3 separate regions of the Sus scrofa genome follow, and regions 2 and 3 are each linked to region 1. The links are chromatin contacts, called in public Hi-C and HiChIP or PLAC-seq maps. All regions are on one chromosome and are shown on one strand. The core of a region is the stretch at or near the end of the contact, and the rest is flanking DNA. Distances in the headings are between cores, read along the strand shown. Region 1 holds the start of SAMD4A (protein Smaug homolog 1). Region 2 holds the start of SOCS4 (suppressor of cytokine signaling 4). Region 3 holds the start of MAPK1IP1L (MAPK-interacting and spindle-stabilizing protein-like).

Evidence for each region. A called contact is a pair of places that touch in the nucleus more often than the background predicts. HiChIP or PLAC-seq counts read pairs in DNA pulled down with a chosen protein or histone mark.
Region 2: a contact with region 1 is called in a Hi-C map of embryonic fibroblasts, with 2.2 times the contacts expected there. The contact joins the promoter of SOCS4 here to the promoter of SAMD4A in region 1. A contact is called at or near these places in 1 of 5 promoter capture datasets (fetal skeletal muscle), 2 of 47 Hi-C or Micro-C datasets (embryonic fibroblasts and fetal skeletal muscle) and 1 of 2 datasets of contacts at active chromatin or transcription factors (alveolar macrophages).
Region 3: a contact with region 1 is called in an H3K27ac HiChIP or PLAC-seq map of alveolar macrophages. The contact joins the promoter of MAPK1IP1L here to the promoter of SAMD4A in region 1. A contact is called at or near these places in 3 of 47 Hi-C or Micro-C datasets (embryonic fibroblasts, heart right ventricle and skeletal muscle) and 2 of 2 datasets of contacts at active chromatin or transcription factors (alveolar macrophages and skeletal muscle).

What each region holds. Positions count from the first base shown.
Region 1 is chr1:183,913,728-183,917,185 of Sscrofa11.1, reverse strand. It overlaps SAMD4A (protein Smaug homolog 1), which reads right to left and starts at 1,849. Exons shown (of 13, transcript XM_021102232.1): 1 at 1,486-1,849; 2 at 1-253.
Region 2 is chr1:184,376,513-184,380,269 of Sscrofa11.1, reverse strand. It overlaps SOCS4 (suppressor of cytokine signaling 4), which reads right to left and starts at 1,253. Exons shown (of 2, transcript NM_001162889.1): 1 at 952-1,253. It overlaps WDHD1 (WD repeat and HMG-box DNA-binding protein 1), which reads left to right and starts at 1,296. Exons shown (of 26, transcript XM_021102265.1): 1 at 1,296-1,403; 2 at 1,612-1,704. The coding sequence starts at 1,628.
Region 3 is chr1:184,399,829-184,403,679 of Sscrofa11.1, reverse strand. MAPK1IP1L (MAPK-interacting and spindle-stabilizing protein-like) reads right to left here and starts at 2,336. Exons shown (of 4, transcript XM_021102280.1): 1 at 2,077-2,336. LOC110262207 (a long non-coding RNA gene) reads left to right here. Exons shown (of 3, transcript XR_002346959.1): 2 at 78-203.

The DNA of each region.
Region 1 (3,458 bases), core at 600-3,099:
GTTACGTTCCGGTGATTCTGGCTGATTTCCCCCAGAGATGATGACAGACAGTAGCACGGAAATGTTTCTTTTTAAAAAAATAGCGATTAAAAAAATTTTTCCCCACAAGGCACACAAACTGAATGAATGCTCTCTTTCCCCCCCACCCTTCTCGCGGCTTCGGGATGGTGATTTCCGGCGTCCGGGGGGGTCTCTTCCCCGCTGGGCGGCAGCTCGGACCCTTCACACCCGCATTCCCGAGCGGCGATCACCACTGGAAGGAGAGAAAGGGCTGCAATGAGACCTCGGCCAGCGAGGGAGCGCGCTCGGGAGGGGATGGAGGGGGGCGCCCCGAGGGGGGTTTGGTCCCCCAAATCCGGCTGCCCCTCCACACCCGGATGCTGGAGATGAGCTATTCCCCTTCTGGGAATGGCAAGAAGCCTCCTTCCCAGGTGCGTGAGGAGACCCCAAGGCTTCCTGTTGCTGCTGATGCGAATGCCTAGTGCTCCCCACACACCCCACCCGGAGTGGCCTTGGGGGCTGTGCTTGCGAAAGCCCGCACCAGCAACAGATCTTCCTCGAGCAGAAAACTTGCAATGCGGCTGCGAAGGGGCGCGGGGGTGGGGGTGGGAGCTAATGCAAAGCAGAGGCTGAAGCAGCAGCAGCCAGAGTTCCTTCCTCCTCCTCCTCCTCCTCCTCCTCTTATTCCCCCTCCCCCCCTCCCCTTCGCCACCACCTCCTCCTCCTCCCGGAGAAGCAGCCGAACGGCTGCAGCTCCATCTACAGCAACAGCCAGCATCTCCACCGCCAGGCGCCCCTCTGGATTTAGGCCGTGAGCGGCCGCGGCAGCAGCTCAAGACAAAAATAAACTCTCCCCACCCAAAGCTCCGAGCCCAGCGGGCGGAGGCTCAGCCGGAGCCCCGGCTCCCCCGCGCCGTGCCGCTCCAGCCCACCCGGGATGTCTCCGAGGGCCTACTTCGCCCTGAACGATCAAATGAGTGCGTGCGTGTGCGTCTGTGTGTATGTGAGTATGTACGTGTGTGTGTGCTGTAGGCATCCTGCCCCCGCTGCCGCCGCCTACGGGCGGGTCTGTCCGGCCCAATGCCTCGCCCGCGCGTCCCAGGCCGAAGGCGGCACAGACACGAGCGCATGCCGAGCGCGGGTCTGCCGGAGCCCACAGCACTGCCTCCCCTGGTGGGCAGGGTGGCTCGGCAGGGACTGCGGCTCCACGACGCTGGCACACGCCCCCAAACGACTGACAAGAAGAAAAGTTCGGTTTCGAGGGCTCCCCCAGTCCTAAACCAGTCCGGGTGGCCGCCGGGGGTGGCGGCGGCGGCGGCGGCGAAGAGGGACTAGCAACTCAGCCAACCCTTGAGGGGCGGCTCACTCCCAGCATCCGGTTTCCCCGCTCCCAGAACTTCCCGAGCGGAGGGGGCACGTCCCCCGGGAAAAGGACCTAGGGCCCCGCGGGTCCCCTCCCTGGGGCAAATGAGAGAGGGCGCTCACCTCGGAGCGGTTCATCTCGGCGGCTCGGGGCCCCAAGCGCGGGTCCGGGACCGCGGCAACTCTCAGCGAGGTTGGGGACGCCCGAAGCGCGGGCTGCGGGCCATGCCGTCGGAGCGGGCGGCGCTGAGAGAGCGCAGCGCTGCGGGTCCCAGCCGCCGCTCCTGCTGTCTCCAGTGTCGGCTGGCGGAGGACTGAGCCGCCGGAGCCGGAGCTCCCCACATGCTACTGATTAACATACACCATTACATCATGGGCTTGGCAGGGAGCGCCCGAGCGGGGGGAGAGGAACCCGGGCGGCGGCGGCTGCACACTGGGGGAGTCGGGGGAGGATCCCCGGACCCGGCCGGCGGCGAGGGTGGGGGGCGGATTCCTTAGCGGGGACCAGAAAAGGGGAGGGGATCGAAGAGGGAGGAGCCGGATGGCGCAGTGGGGTAGGGTTGGAGGAACAGCGGGGGGAGGGAAGAAGTTTGGAGAAGGGGAGGGGTCCAAGTGAATTCCTCCCCTCGACCGCCCGCGAGTTCTGGAGGGGTTGGGGCGCTGGAGCAGCTGGAGAGCAGGCGGAAGGGGACTTGGAGGGCGCTGCAGCGGAGTCGGTGCTGCCACAGGCTGCTCGTCCTTGGGAATGTGGTTCGCCGACTCGGGTGACCCCTTGCCCTTACTGGGGCCCGGGAGTGGCAGGGTCCTGGGGTCACCAGCGCTAGGGGCGTGGAAGGGTTCCGGGGTTCGCGGACCCGAAGAGCGGAGGAGGCGGAGGGGCGGTATGCAACGCTGGACGTGCCTAGGCACCGGGCTCCGTGCGGCCCGTGTCCCAGGAGCGCGAAAAGTGCCGGGAAGCTCACCCCTCTCCTGGGTCGGGCCTTGGATGCCCTTTGCTCCTGCGCCGCTCTCCCCTGGGGAAGCCGCCAGACTTCTGGGGCCAGCCGGCGAGCTACGTCTGGCGCGCGGGCTGCAGCTGCGGACCTTGAGCGGAGACGAGCGCCTCCCCGGGCGGCAAGGAGGCAGACGAGGCCACCTGTCAGCGCGTCTGAGTCACCGGGCTGGGCAGCCTTTACCTGGACCTGCTGAGTGCGCGAGGCCGAGGCCCGGCAGGGGCTTCTTAGGTCCTGGCCGCGCAGAAAAGGAGGGGGATGGGGATGGGGCTGCGGAGCCGAAGCCAGACGGCACAGAGAGAGCTGGGAAAGCGCCCTCCGGTAATAGAGGATGGGTCAAAAATACACTAACACCTGAAAATCGCTTTGTCTTCTAACTTTAATTGATTATTCACAGGTAGACTTGATAACCAAATCCTTGCTATCCGTATTTTCGAGCATTTCTCCAGCACCTTGAGGTTTTGTTTATGAGTACTGAGAAATTAGTGAAACGCATGCCTCAAACCTGGCCCTCCCTGCTCTTGTTAATATAGTATTTTTTTTTTAATTATTGGAGTATACTTGACTTAAAAGTTGTTAATTTCAGGCATAGAGCAAAGTAAATCACACATATACATTTATATGTATTTATATACATATATATCCATTCCTTTTTGCTAATACGGATTTTTTTTTAAGATAAAGTATCTGAGATATTCTACTGATTAACACTTCCTTCTTTAACTCCAGCATATGTCCCTAGATTTTCAATCCTTCCTTCCTTCCTCAAACCTAGTTTTTGCACCGTTTAGTTCCTGTCAGACATGTAACAGTGCCTAACCATCTGTCGGGGGTATTGAAAGGAATTGTGGAGTTGCAAAAATTTAGGTGTCACCATTAAGATAGGGTGTGTGAATAATTTTCTTTGGCTAATTATTAACCAGCCAGTAAAGGTATCTTCATAATTCAATGAATATTGTGCCCTAAAAGCAAGAATTCTAGAGTCAATATTTTAATTTTGTTTTACAGAGGCAGAGAAGTATGACATATTTTTTCCAAGACATCACCCTCACTAGCTAGTCCCTATTAATAACTTTTATCAGGAAATGGGGAGAAGTTTTAGAG
Region 2 (3,757 bases), core at 4-2,503, 460 kb before region 1:
AGACAACGAATGATCTCCAAATAAAATTAACTCACTCGGAAAAAATAATCTCAGAATATCTTTTGCTCTTGTGGGAAATCAACAATAGGTTGGTTATTTTTCCACAAACCCCAAGTTCTTTTTCAGCCAATCACTCTTCATCTTCATTCATATGTCAAACCTCAGTGTCTGGCAAGCCTACTTGGAGCCCTAGTACTCAAAACAACACCTTTCACAATGCCGCCTCATTAAGAACAATACCACGGTTTGTCTAAATGTGCGTTTGCAACTTTTCCCAAAGGAACTAGACTGAAAAACAATGGGAAAAATCTCTACAATAGAAAAACGTTCCACTTACGTCATAAACAACGTCCGATTGAGACCAGAAGGTGGGTACCACACAAAAATGTCATTGTGAAGGTTTTCATCAAAGACTGGTTTCCCAACATGGAGAACGTGAAGACACAAGGACAGCATAAACTGAATGGCCAAGAGCTTAGCAAAGACCGCAAGGATCGAACCAAGTATTCAACAAAATACTCTAGTTCCAGTGCTGCTGCTGCTGCTTTTTTTTTTAATCTGAAAATGAACTTCAGTGAACTTTAGGAAGGGTCTGAATACGGAAACCTGAGTTTCTTTTTAAGGGATGCATATGAAATGTCCTAAAGAATAAGCATTAATGTACATGCCAGACCTCCAGGAACCATGAACTGAGATTAACTCTTCTCTCTTTTATCTATATAGAAATGACAAGGTGAAGGAGCGAAGAATGCCAAGATTGAAGGCTAGAGAAGGATCTCGCCTACCTCTTCTCCAAAGAACATGCCCAAAGATCTCGTTCCCTAGCCGGGTCGCAAGGAGGGGCTGGACCCATTAAGGGACCGGGATATGGTTGCCTGTGAGAAGCGCTTAGCAAGTAGAAGCAGACCCCGACGGGCACTGCCAGGCAGCAATCACCCTTCCCCCTCTCACCTCTCGGAGTGCAGTTTAACTAGGGCTGTCCGAGTAACTGCCGCCATCAGCACCGCCATCACTCTGGGTGCTCGCTGAGGGGGAGGAGTGAGGCCCACCCACTCCAGCACCTCCTGTAGGTCCTAGAAGGCGGATGCCGGTCTGCAAGCCTCTATCCCTCGGCGCTGGGTTCTCATCTTCGATATCGCCGTCACTGCCTCCACCCGCTCTCCCAGCGATGCCACCACTTCCGTATTCGGCTCCCTCCCTTTCTTCCTCACTCCCCCAGCAACCGGCTTTTTCCCAGGCGGCCGGCGCGCCGCTGACGCCACCGCTCGGCGACCTGGGTCCAGACCCGCGCTGGGCGTGGGCGGACTGGCGCAGGCGCCGTATGCGATCACGCCAAGCGCGGGAAGCGGCCCTGAGCGCGCTGGCTTCTGGCTTTTCACAGTCGCAGGGGTCCGGTCTGCTGGGTGAGTTTTCCTCCCTGCAGTCAGCGTCCGTGCGGCCCATGGAGGAGAAGCGTGTCTTTTTCTTGGCTTAGTGTCTTACAAGCCTCTCCTGTATCCTGTTTCTGCCCCTCGGGTGGGGGAAAAGGGGCTGCCGAGGTGTGTCCGGGAGGAGACTAACCTCTCTTCTTGCCGCTTTAAAATAACACTAGCTTTTATAAAACATTTTCAGGTAGGTAAAGGAAAAGATGCCTGCCACACAGAAGCCTATGAGATATGGACACACAGAGGGACACACAGATGTCTGTTTTGATGATTCTGGGAGGTAAGGCACTTTGAGAAGCAAAAGGAACGTTTCAGGTGTGATTTATTAGAACAGTTATTCTTATATGTCCTGTTAGCTGTCTGCCTAAAATTATTCGGATAGAAATAAGGTTGAAATCTAAAATGGCACATATATTTCCTCATATTTACTGTTTCATTCAGACCGTGGTAATTCAGTGTATCAAGAAAGTTAAGGAGCGTGAAATCTTACTTCCAGAGGAGTTGGAAGGGTGTGAGCTTTTCCCCACATTAACCCTTTGTTCACGTCCCCTGAGCATCTCACACTATTATTATTAATAATAGTTCTTTTGCTAGATCAGTAGCTGCTTGTTTGTCAAATTTAGTGGCCCTTTCTGTCTTCGGGATATTTTATCCTTCCTTGCCTTTTATGATGCCCTTTCCCGTTCTAAATTGTATTTAACTTTCAAACAGCTTTTTTTTTCCTCTTATTTCTTCAGCTTGGTTCCTAAGTGGTGATATTGTCGCAGGGTTATTCTAGTCCCTGTAGAGGGAAATAATCAATAAATGGCCTATACTAGGAATAGAAAAGAGTTTTATTTGAGCCAAGCTGAGGGCTGTAGCCCAGGAGACACAGATTAAAGCACTTAAATTGTGTTCTATCAGACTGCACAATGAGGGAGGCTTATAACAGCGAATACTGCAAAGTTACGTAAGTTGTTTGTGAAGAGTTATAACTGCAGCTGGTGAGAATTAAGGGTGCTTGTTAAGTAAGGGTTACTTGTTCAGTATGGTTGCATAGTTATAAGGGGAGACCTTGATACCATAGAATTGCAGCTGGCAACTGCTAGCATATTGTTTTGAGAACGGTTGGTGGTATCCTAGGGTACAATATAGTTCAGAAAATTCAGGTTCTCAGTAATGCAGGAATGTGTCTAAAACCACAGTGGCCACCTAGCTCCGTTTTGAATACTTGAACTGCAGTTACTCCATTTTGATATTTTAATGAATTCTTCTCCTTAGTGGTTAAAGCCAATGAACAGCCTATGTTTGACAGTCCATAAGACAGGCTGTTCTAGTTAGGATAAAGTTTTAAGTTAAATCATGTATAAGCCAGATGATTTCCCCATACCTCACTGTGAGAATTTCTTCCATCATCCATTTTATTTTTCTAAATCCCGTTCCTATGCAGTACTGTCTAATTGTGTGACTTCTGCTATTCCTCCTATGTTGATTCATTCACTAAAAAAAAATTTGCATGTCTACTCCAGTGGGGGCTAGAGATACAATAGCCTAAAGCATAATCTTTTCCCTTAAGATCTTTGTAGATTGAAAGAGTACAAATCAGTTGCAAAAATAAGTGTATATTTAGCATATATGAGGGGAAGTTGATTTAGTTTGAGGCAGGGAAAGCCTCTCTGAGGAAGTGTTTCTTTTTTTTCTTTTTTTCTTTTTTTTTTTTTTTTTTTTTTTTGGTCTTTTTAGGGCTATGCCCATGGCATATGGAGGTTCCCAGGCTAGGGGTTGAATTGGAGCTGTAGCTGCTGGCCTATGCCACAGCCCACAGCAACGCCGATCCTTAACCCACTGAGCAAGGCCAGGGATCAAACCTGCGTTCTTATGAATACTAGTCGGATTTCGTTAACTGCTGAGTCACAACAGGAACTCCTGAGGAAGTGTTTCTTGAGATGAGATTGGAAGATTAAGGGGGCATTAAGAAGTATGAAGAGATGGGTGGTGGGGGCAGTGGGGTCGTGATGAAGTGTAGAGAGTGATGCAGAGATTGATGGGAGATGAATTTGTGAAGGTAGGAAATGGACATCTTATCCAAGGCCTTTAGGACTTTATTAAGGAATTTTGTTTTTATTCCTAAAAGCAGTAGGAAGGTATTAAAGATTTGAAGCAGACAGATGTAACCAGTCATGTTTTTGAGCATATACATGGAGGACGAATTGGAAAAGGGGTAGGAGTGGATGCAGAGAGCCCATTTGAAGGTATCTATTACTCCTTTTGTTGAGTGTGTTGGAAGTTTGGACTCCGGTAGACATGGATATGGAGAAAAGAGGATACATTCAGGAAATACTAAACAGGTAAAA
Region 3 (3,851 bases), core at 1,087-3,586, 490 kb before region 1:
TTTAAGTTACTTAAAAACATATAATTAAAAAATAATATTTCCAGCAACCTCACATCAGCCATATTTTCTACATTCAGATACTTATTGGAACATATGTGCCAGGTACTGTGTTGGGCCTTGGGGAAATGAACATGGAATAAAGGCTTGAAGTGCTGCTGGTCTGTCAGAGATCTAGCATCTAAACAGAAGCTACCTGACCGCAGGTAAGCACAGGGCACTATGGGGGTACCCTGAAGAGCTCCCAAAGGAGTCAAGGCAAGGGTATCAGGGGAGGAATCCTGAGGAGTGGTGCCTGTGCAGTCTGGAAGAACAATGAGGAAAGAGCTGGGAGTAGGGGATGGTGGGACAGGCTCTAGGGAGAGGAGAAGTCTGCAAAAGCTGCAAGAGATGAAAGAGAGATGTGGGAAGGACATGTAAGCAGTTCAGAATGGTGGGAATATAGAGAGGGGAAGACGTAAGCCTTAGCAGTATCCAGACCAAGGTGCGAATGTCTGTCAGCTCATCTGAATGAACCTGTTACTTCAACTAAAAGAATGGGCTGGTAATGTGACAGACTAAATGGGACTGGTAAATCCAGTGCCTATAACAAAAGTGCTTGGAAAATATACTATCTTGCGTTCCGTGGTACATGGGCGAATTCCATATGGTTAAAACACCAGAAGTATGACTGACTAGATAACATTGCAGTTCTCCCCTGGCAGGTTCTGGACAAGCTGAACTTTGCAAACCTAAGAGGTGAAAGCAGACTGGAATAGCGCCCACTCTCACTCAGATTTATTGAGACCTGCATAATAAACACACCTCTTGGTCACTGTCTGGCACACAGCAAAACTCAGCTTTTACAACTGCTACCATAGGTCCACAAACCTTATCTGTAGTTCTCAATTCAGAAACCTCTAAAAATGAAAGAAATGCTCCCAAGTTCGGTGTACACCTTACTTGGTGGCAAAAATCTGACCTGACGTTATTTCTCATTTTCATTAATTCCTACCTATATCTGCACAAATGTTAATAATGGATTAGGGTGCTGCCCAGACTCTGCTGGAGTGATCTCTCATCTATGCACCTTATTGTCTTTCTAAATTCTAAAGATAAAAATCCAAAGATTTCTGAATTCCAAAACATACTGATCCCAAAGATTTCGATTAGGCGATTGGCTCTGTTCCTCCTGGAAAGAGGAGAAGAACACGCCGGTATATACAAGTTGGAGACAACCTAGTTATGACCAGGAGGTTCAGAAATGCCAGCAGCAAGGAAAATTTCTATTCTTCCTGCCCCATGAACACTCCTGAACAAAAGAACTTTTGTAAGATTTCTTAAGGCTACCTTCGCATGTAATGAGAGTTAGTTTTCAAAACAGGCGCTCAGAACCACTAGGTGTCTGAGTGTGTATTTCTTTACTAGCAATGCTAGAAACTTTTTTCCGGTCAGGTGGGTACGGTTTGATTCTTCAACAGTAGAATCTATATTTATTAAAAGTATTACTCTTGGTTTTTAAAAGAAAACGGTCCAAAGCTACCAAGCGCTCCTAAATCCTAAAAATGGGGAGTATTACAAAACTGAGGACTTCTCATAGTTTCTGTCACGGGTGTTCCTCTAATTGCTTTCAATTGCTCTAGAAATACCGACCAGAATGTTACACTGCGAATAATCTCAATTAGCTCCAAGGACGCCTCCAAGAATCGGGCCTGCCTCTCCCTTTCAGTAGAAGTAATGAATGAGGGAGGCGGGCTGGGCCAAGGGGCTCGAGGCCCGCAGCCCTTTAGGGCCAGACGAACAAAAGGAGTCCGGGATCAACCGGAGCTAACCGGCTAGCGAGCGGGTCGTGCCCGCCCGGGAAGGGATGGGGGAGGGGTCGTGCCCGCCCGGGAAGGGGTGGGGGAGGGGCCAGGCCCGCTCCCCGCCCCGCCCCCCAGCCAAGCCTGACGTCAAGCACGGAGAAACCCGTCCCGAGCGACGTCACCCGCCTCCCACACCTCCTCCCGGGGGGCGATCCGGAGATCAGCCCGCTGCCGGGAGCAGGATGACGGGGGGAAAGCCTTAGCCCTCCATCCCCCAAGAAGCTACTCCAGTCACCTCCGTTACCGCTCCCGCCTCCCGCTTGGGCGTGATCCCTCGCTCTCCTCCACGATTCCGCTAGTGCCCAAGCAGTCTCACCCGACAAGATCCGAGCCCGCGGAAAGGTCTAGAAGTGGCGATGGGTCCGCAGGAACTTGGCGCTGAAGAACCGAGCGCAACCCTACTGACGGCAGCGGCGACGGCGGCGGGGGCGGCAGCACCAGCAGCACCAGCAGCGCGCGGCTCCTCCTGGCGCCGGAACAGGAAGCGTCGAGCTCCGAGCGCGTAGCCCCCGCCCGCGCTCCGCCTTCCCTCGGGTCGGCTCGGCTGGGTCGGGCCGGCCGCGCGCGCCCCCTAGAGGGGCCCGGTAGCACTGCGGCCGTCCAGGCCCCCGCGGCCCCCTGCCCCTTGTGCTTGCCCTAGGGCGGCTCTTTCCTCCAGTTGGGCTAGAGGAAAGCTCTGGGTTTTCCGGAGTTTTGGGCAATCTGGAGGAAACGCTAGGGGCCGGTGACGTTCTGAGCAGTCTGGCTGAAATTGCTAACTTGTCTCCTGGAGAGGCTTGAAGGCAGGTTCTGGATTCCCTACAGCTGGTGGTCTCTAGAGCCACAGCTGGCTAGGTGTGAAAGCAGCCTAATCTCTGGACATGGATCATTTGACCAAAACTGGGGAGAGCTAAAGCAACCATACGGGAAGGGGAAGACAAAAAAAATTTTGTTTATAAATAGCTTGACAAATTGATACTAACTACAGAAACAACGGATGTCTTTGTAGATTTTTCTCATTTAGTATTGTCCTTACTTTTTTTTTTTTGCCACGCCTGGCATGTGGAAGTTCCTGGGCCAGGGGTAGAACCTGCTGAGCCAGAGCAGCGACCTAAGCAGCAGCATTGACAATGCCGGTTCCTTAACCCGCTGCTACGCGGAGAGTCTCACTCCACTTGTCCACTTTCGAATATACCTTTAAATACCTACTCTGTCACACCCAAAAGATGATTGACACGTGGCCCCACCATCAAGGAACCTGCTAGCTAGCTGGTAATGAAGATTACCAGCTATATATAGCTATGTGGTATATATATATATAGCTATGTGGTAATAATTTTGCATAACTATGGGCAAAACACATATAAAACGTACATGTATTTTACATGTAAAAATTACAAGTATGCGATATTTTTACAACTTTTTGCTTCTTTGCGTAAGATGTTGAAGGGACATTTTACTGTAAATTTCTTTTCTTTTCTTTTTTTTTTTTTTTTTTTTTGTCTTTTTGCCTTTTCTAGGGCGGCTCCCGCGGCATGTGGAGGTTCCCAGGCTAGGGGTCGAATCGGAGCTGTAGCCGCCGGCCTACACCACAGCTACAGCAATGCGGGGGCCTATACCACAGCCATAGCAATGCGGGATCCGAGCCGCGTCCGCAACCTACACCACAGCTCATGGCAACGCCGGATCATTAACCCACTTGGCAAGGCGGGCAAGGCCAGGGACCAAACCAGCAACCTCATGGTTCCTAGTCTGATTCGTTAACCACTGCACCTGGAAGGGAACTCCTACTGTAAATTTCTTTTTTTTTCTTTTTGTCTTTTTGCCATTTCTTGGGCTTTTCTTTTTGCCATTTCTTGGGCCGCTCCCACGGCATATGGAGGTTCCCAGGCTAGGGGTCGAATCGGAGCTGTAGCCACCGGCCTACACCAGAGCCACAGCAACGCGGGATTCGAGCCGCATCTGCAACCTACACCACAGCTCACGGCAACGCCGGATCATTAACCCACTGAGCAAGGGCAGGGACCGAAC